2 separate regions of the Gossypium hirsutum genome follow, and region 2 is linked to region 1. Evidence: chromatin contacts called from public Hi-C data. All regions are on one chromosome and are shown on one strand. The core of a region is the stretch at or near the end of the contact, and the rest is flanking DNA. Distances in the headings are between cores, read along the strand shown.

Region 1 (4,147 bases), core at 443-2,942:
AACCATATGGCTCAGAATTCATATCTAAATCAGGGGAAAAGCGGCTGCCAAACTCTCTTGCAAAAGGAAGTTTTGACTCACCTGTCTTCAGTTTGCCTTTTGGATTCTGCTTCCTGTATTTTGATGGTTCCAAATCCATCAGCTGTCCTCGCGATGCAAACTCTAAAACTGGTTCAACCCCAAAGCCAGAGTAGCGACCTGATTTCTGTGGAGCTTTCCAGTCCTTAACTCTTTTGCTCCAAAAACCATCAACCAAATCCTCTCCATCAGAGGATGCAGAATCCTTATCTTCCAACTTCTCATACATCAAACTATTTTGACTTCTCATAATATTCAAAACACGAAGCCGCTCCTCAATACTGTATCCCCTACAATTAAGCCAAGCATCCCTCATTTGAATAAGATTGACAACCATAGTATTCTGATGCTTCCTCAGATGATAGTAATGCTGCCGCTTCCGAAAGAAATTCATGCCCTCCCGATAAAGTGCAACCCTCGGCTCACACAACCCTCCTTTCAACATATCAAACAAACTCTTAATAGGACTCCCAAAGTGAAGATTATTACCATTAAAAATGTCGATCAAGGTCCGCATAAAGGTATCCTGATCCATATCAGGTAAAAACTTAGTAAGGCTAAACCTCTCTTCATCACTTAAACATTCATTCCACACATCAAGAGACAAAATATCTTCCAATCCAGGAAGATCATATAACTCAAAAGGAACCAAACAGGTCGAGTTCCCGACTTGGCAAAATTCAGCCCCGGTTTCACCTAATTCCAACAAATCAAAGTCATCCGAACCTGCTCCTGAATCAGCATCATCGTCAAATTCATCATCAGAATCAACGGCTGAGCTTGGACGTTGAAGCTCGTCCTCATCACTTGACACAGTCATCTCTCTACTACCAGGCGAAAACTCCGAATCAAAGGGTGAAACTTTGGAATTACTCTTCTCAATCGCCATCATAACCTTAAGCACCAAAAAAAAAAAATCTAATCCTCAATTCTACCAATTTAATATTTCAAAAAGAATTATTTTCACCGTTTTCCGAGTACAACGAACTCATCAGAAACCTAACAGAAACAAATAAAGGAAATAAATTCTCAAAATTTGAAATTGCGAACTAAAAGAAAAACTGAAATACAGTAAAAATAATTAAGTTGAAGAAGCAAAACAACATTCAAAAGAATATAAAAACATATATATGTATATGTATACCTCGTCCGAAAGGAAGTGAAGAAATATCAGCGGCGAAATTGAAGATTTGGAGATCTCCTTTTCTTCTAATTTTCTAATCAAGAAAAATAAGGAGGAAAAAAAAGCAAAAAGAAGAAGAAGAAGAAGAGAGAGTTAAATCTGAGAAGCCCTAAAGGGAGTTTTTGAAATAAAAGAGGAAGGAGATGAGGGGATCAGGGGAAGGGGAAGGGGAAGGGGAAGGGGAAGGGGGGAGTTGAAGAAGACGGAAGTGACGTGGAAGGATGGGAGCCCTTGGATGGAAATTGCAGAGGAAAAGACGAAAAAGGGCATAGGGTTGAGGGGGGGGGCGGGGGAAGAAAGAAAAGAGAGTGGAAAGGAACTTGACTGGACTTGACTCAGTGAGTTGAGTTCGTGCGGGAGAGAAAGAGGGAAAGGGAGAAGCAGAAGAAGAGAAAGGCTCGTGATTTAGCATTTAGGAAGTTTCCCGCCGTTGGATCTTGGCCCGCTTTAGGCGCTATTTTGCCTCTTCGACGTCGTTTAAGTCCCTCAATTCCTTTTTCATTTTTATTATTTTTTACCTTTTTCAATTTTTTGAAGCTTTAGACTACAGCGGGAAGGTGGTGGTAGTTAAATAGACGGTTATGTTTCTCATAAAAAGGAATTTATCTACTAAAATTATTATTTCCTAAATTTTACTTTTCTTTCGTACAATGCAAGAGTTTAATGTGGAATATAATATATTTCATGTATAAAGGATATGAAAAACAAATATTAATATTAAATAAATAAAATATGCAAAAATGAAATCATAAACTTTTTTTTTTATGTCTAAACCTTAATTTAATGTATATATAAGATATAAGTTTGTATATCCGTGCGTGCACTAGTTAATTTTATTTAATAATAAAAATATGTATTAAGATTTATTTATTTATTTTTATATACAATAAAATTTATAATTTAAAAACAATAAATTTTATATACAGTTTAGACAATGGATTATCCATTATTATGACATAAATATAGCATTAACGATATCAATTAGAAAGAAAATAAAACAGCTATTTTATTTGAATTAAAAGCTTACTTTTTATATTATTTTTATCCAATAAAAAATAAATTAATATTATTTTGTTATCACTTTTTGAAACGGTACTTTATTCTTATCATTGATTTATTGAAAAAATATATATTTTTTATTATATCTTACAATTAATTGTTATCATTTATTCATATTGATAAAATTTATTGAAAAATTATATACTTGTTTTGGTGGCATATTAAAGATTAACTCTTATCTTACTAAAAGAATATTAACTTTTATGAGGTTTATTCTTTTAGCATAATGATAATCAAATTTACTATAAAATAGTACAAATAATAAATGGTATGGAACAATCGAAGAATCTAACAAATTAAAATATGTATTTATAGGAACCTATGTGATGGTCTGATGGTCAAAAGGCTCACTGTCCTAGGTATGCTATAGGTTCAAGTCGCACTAATTACGTTCATTATCGAGCTTTGCATTGTTATTGTAATTTACTAAAAAAATACATTTATAACGGCATGAGAAAGTTATTTCATCCATCCAAAAGGCTCCATTTCATAAGTTTGTACAAAATTAACAAAATTATACAATAAATTGAATATTTACTAAATTAAAATTAATATAACATCAAAATTAAAACCCAAAGTTAAAACTTAAAATTAAAAAAAATTAACATCACAGTTAAAATTCAAATTTAAAACCAAAATTAGCTTAAATTTAAAATAAAAAATAAAAATAAAACATATGAAATGACTTTTTTTATTAGACATAAAAAAGACATAAAAAAATGTAAAAATGACTAAAATGTAAATATGTAAATAAAAAAAATATACTCTATATAACAAAAAAAACTAAAATGAAATTATTTAAATGAAATAAGAACTTCAACATAACCATACAAAATACAACATGAACTACAATGAAATTAACCCAAAATTAAACTTTTAATATTAACTCTTCAAATTTCTTTTTCTCTTTCACATTTCTTCTTATATATTTAAAAAAAAATCATTTTCTTTGTAACTTTTATTCTCTTTTAATAAGATCGTTTACCTCCAAATATGTACTATTCATTACCATTTCTGACCCTTCATCCTCTGAAGATCTCTACGTTCTCATTGAGATCATCTATTGATTTGAGTCAAGCTCCCTCCTCGATATTCACCATGATATGATCACCCTTATGGCACCTACTAACAAAACCTCTTCGACTCTTGTGTTGGAAAAACAATGGGGTCGTTTGATTCCAATGTCTAGTAAAATATAGAATGGAATCTGTCAAAAATCAACAATGACGACCTCATCTCTATTTTTTTGTAAGGAACTCTAACATCTTCTATACTGAAAGGTACAATAAAAATATCCTAAGAAAGAATGATTGATGGGTGAAATACTGTGGGATCGACCATATAGGAAGCTTTAAATATTTGAGCATGATTGTTTTAGTTTGTCAAGTTAATCAGTCAAGAAAAATGAATAAATTTATCAAACTTTTAAATTGTATGTTTATCTAATTAAATATTTAATTTAAACATAAAATTAACTTATAATTTTAACTATAGATAATATATAATTGATCATGTAAATTAAATGAAAAAGTAACTTTTTTAAATTTCTATTTATCTAATTAAAATTTTATAAAACTTTTAAAATTTATGTTTATATAATTAATATTTAAATTAAACATAAAACTAACATAAAATTTTAATTATTATATAATATATACAGAAATAAATTATTTCATCTAATTAACTATTTATTTTAAATATAAATATTTTTTATTTAAAGATAATAAAAATTATCTTTTAAAATAATATATAAATTACATAAAAAAACATAATTGTGTCACTTGTTGCAATTTTAGGGTACCTACCTTGTTATATTATATATATATA
Region 2 (3,659 bases), core at 611-3,110, 64 kb after region 1:
ATATGTTTAGTATGTGATGCTAAATGGTTGATTCCAAGAGTTATAAGATTGTTTTAGATTGACTTGTTATGTTTTAAAATAGGAGGAACTGGAACAAAAATGGATGTGATGACATGTTGTGGTTGGAAACAATTGAATATGTATCAAATGTGCATTTTGCCAAAAACAGGGGCAATGTCGCAACCATGACTTCCCGGCATCGCAACATTGTCCGATAGTGAGTGGAGTCACAACATAACTCACTAAGTTGAAAAAGTCGTGACGTGGAATTTATGAAGTCATGACGTTGACCAGAGATTTTTAAAACTTTACAATTGGATCCTAATTCAACCTTAGGTTAGGAAAAGAGCTTTCATAAGCTCGTGTGAAACTCAGAAATGGTTATGTTGTGCATTATGTAAGTGAATTACATTTAATTGCATGTATAAATGATTGCATGATGTATATTTGTCTGAAGTTGCTCCGGCAATGAGTGTAACATTCTATAGCTCGGACCCAGTGATCTGGTCGAGCAAGGGGTGTTACACCTATACACTTCGTAAATTTAAATTTTGTCTCCTTACTTTTATTTTCTGAAATTTAGTCCCTTTACTTTTAAATTTTAAAAATCTAGGTCCAGTTACTACCACTTTTAAAATTTTCTGTTAAATTCATTGTTGTCACATTAGATTTTTTTTAAAAAAATCAGTTGGTACTAATGTAACAAAAAAGTAACGTTGAAAATACTAGTGTGAATTTTTTTCTTAAAAACACTCATTCGAATTTATCATAATATTTTTTTGATGGAATAATGTTCTTAAGAAAAAATGACATCAACATTGTAATTGAAATAGTTAATATTAACTATTTAGGCTAACTAATGACACAATAAAAGTAGAGGGGCCAAATTATGTAAAAAAAATTAAAGTATATGGATTCAATCAAAGTATCAACATAGTATAGGGATCAAAACTAAAATTTTCCCATTGACTTATAATGTCAACAAAGGCAAACCCAAATAGTTTAGGACTAAGTTTTGACGGGCCCTAGTAAAAGTTTTTAAAATTTTAGGAGTTTAATAAAGAAAATTTAGGAGTCTAATTAAAATTAAGATTAATGAAAATTTTAAAAATTGCTTAATTAAAATTTTCAAAAAAAATTAAAAGGTACAATGAGAATTTTCAAAAATTTAAAGGTTCTAATAAAAATTTTCTGAAAATTTCAAGGGAGAAATTAAATTTTCTCAATTTTTTTTAGAGGGGCAAGGGCCCTTAGGCCACCATAATGGTCCGCCTCTGAACCCAAATATGACCCTTAGGGCATTCAAATTATATATATAACCACATAACATTATAAAAGAAACGTTAACAGTATTAACTATTTGGTATTACTAATAACATTATAGAAATATATGGGCAATGTTAAAAATTAAATTATAAAATTTAAATCTTAAATTTAGGCATAATAAAAGGACTAAAATTGAAGTTTTAACATTTTTTATAATGTAAAAGGAAAATAATCCTATACCCAAATGACCGTCCTTTTATTTATAGTTTTAAATTTATTATCATTCTAAATAACTAATAAATTGTATTCAAACATAAGATTTTATTATACTGAGCAAATATAACTTATTTTATTCTAAATTTAGTAACAAAATAAATAAATAAATAAATTAGAGGCATGTACCTAATTGAACATTTAGTTCAAACAAAGATCTAATCGTATAAACAACAAAAGTGGGGGACCCAAAACTTAGAATTGCCCGTTATTCATTTCCGTTAAATGCTCACGACATTTCGCTCCATGGACTGTTGTGACCATGGCAATACCATGGACTCTTTTAATATAGATTTCTCCCCAAAAAAAAAAGATGGAAAAGGAAAACTCAAATAAAATGGCATGGGAGGCCGGAGAAATGAGTCCACGTGGTTAAAAATGAGTGGTCCATGAAAAGCTAAATATTGAGAGATGATGTTGATTAGTTAATAATCTGATTTGACTACTCATATATCAACTCAATGCCTCTTTAGCCCTTATTTATTTAGAATTTTGCCGACATATGCGAAAATTAAATAATAATATCTATTTAATATAATAACAAGTGTTTTATTTATTTTTTTAATTTTTTTAATATATTTAAAAAGACACTTATGATGGTTTTAATCCTATTTGTTGAACTTTTTTCTTTCTTAATAATATTATTTATTGATATAATGTATAATAAGGAAAGAGGTAGGAATGAAGTTATAAGAAGTATGTGATTGTGTTAGGGAGGTTGGCTCATTTAGAGTGAGAGAACAAGTTAATTGTTGGAGGAGAGAGAGATTGCTCATAATAAGTTTAAGGTTTAAGTCTTAAAAGATTGGTCATCTTTTTATTATTAGGAGGATATTTATAAAAGTTCATGATGTAACAAATTGTTACAATAGATAGCGGATGTACTAGTATAGTGTACCTGAGGTGCAGACAAAGTGGTCCCAAACGGTATTGGCATAGCATACATGGGGCCCACATATCATTAGAAGTGTGTTCTCAATGAACGCGTGGCCTTGTCTCGGAGTGAGTGGTCAAGACCATTTCCGAAGAGGAGCAACTAACCTGGCCTTAGAAGATTTATAGGTAAAGGGAACTTGATGACTAAGGTAGAAAAACTGATTTTGATGTCTTACTATGCTGATAAGTGTTTAAGCGCTGAGAATATAACACTATTATTTTTAATACATCAAATATTAATTTTTTAACATGCACATGAATATTAATATTAACAGAAATATGTAGATGGATAATAAAAAAAACTAAAAAACAATTAACTTTTAATCTTTAATTATTTAGGGTTATCACGAGAAATTGTTATAAAAATACTTTAAATTTTTTTAACTATAATAACCAATCAAGACATAATGTAATGGTTTTTCTGTCCAACAAACCGAATGGTAATTATTTCTAATTAAAGCAATACCTCTTCACAAGCTTTATGATATCATAATTATATTTAAATATTTTTATATAAAAAAATTGTTTGGTCGCTTCTATGAATACGGGTACCTCAATAGATTGAAACCCATTGCTCATGAATAAAGAAAAATCGTTTCAACATTAAAAATAACAAAAACTAAAGTAAACATATAATAACGGATTCGAAATTTTAATCAAACATCGAAACTAAAACTCCAAAAATTAAAAATTTCAAAATAAAAATAGCACTTGATATTATTAAAATAACAATTTCGTACAATATCTTCTCTCATGGAATCATTCTACAAAAAGCTACCATCATTGGATGCTCTCTTTTTTGTCCCTTAAAAGAAATCGAATTTAAAAACTATATTATTATTCTATCTTTGTAAAAGCTTCTTTTAATGAAATGGAAGGTATCATTTCCAAGTAAAAATGGCAGAGGCATTGACAAAACAAGTGCTTCCTCAAAATAGACATATGCATCCCTTTTTAAAAGTAGCTTAAGCATGCCTAACGAATAACAGTACCATCTCCATTAACTACACTTCCAATTTTATACAAGGTTTATGTATTAGGATATTTTTTTTCCCAACATAAAGCAAACTTGTGATGGAACGTATCAAAGCTATTATCATTTTCATTTCCACAGTTTTCCGGGTAAACTGATTGCTTAATAATGCCAGTTCGTTAAGTAAAGTAAGAGGGTTTAGCATTGGCTA

The links. Hi-C and Micro-C count contacts between places; a contact is called where the count stands out from the background.
Region 2: a Hi-C map of leaf shows a contact between it and region 1, with 4 times the contacts expected there. The contact joins the enhancer-like site here to the promoter of LOC107950305 in region 1. A contact is called at or near these places in 16 of 34 Hi-C or Micro-C datasets (anther, callus, fibers and 3 more).

Annotation. Positions count from the first base shown.
Region 1 is chrD03:48,549,491-48,553,637 of Gossypium_hirsutum_v2.1, forward strand. LOC107950305 reads right to left here and starts at 1,693. Exons shown (of 4, transcript XR_001697981.2): 1 at 1,223-1,693; 2 at 1-1,077.
Region 2 is chrD03:48,612,956-48,616,614 of Gossypium_hirsutum_v2.1, forward strand. No RefSeq gene overlaps it. Among protein-coding and RNA genes, the nearest start is that of LOC121215561, 18 kb to the left of the region's middle. Within about 2 kb of position 1,861, at least 3 of the 9 cell types and tissues checked have an H3K27ac peak or open chromatin away from gene starts, as enhancers often do. A contact at or near this core is called in hypocotyl and leaf, where this site is marked.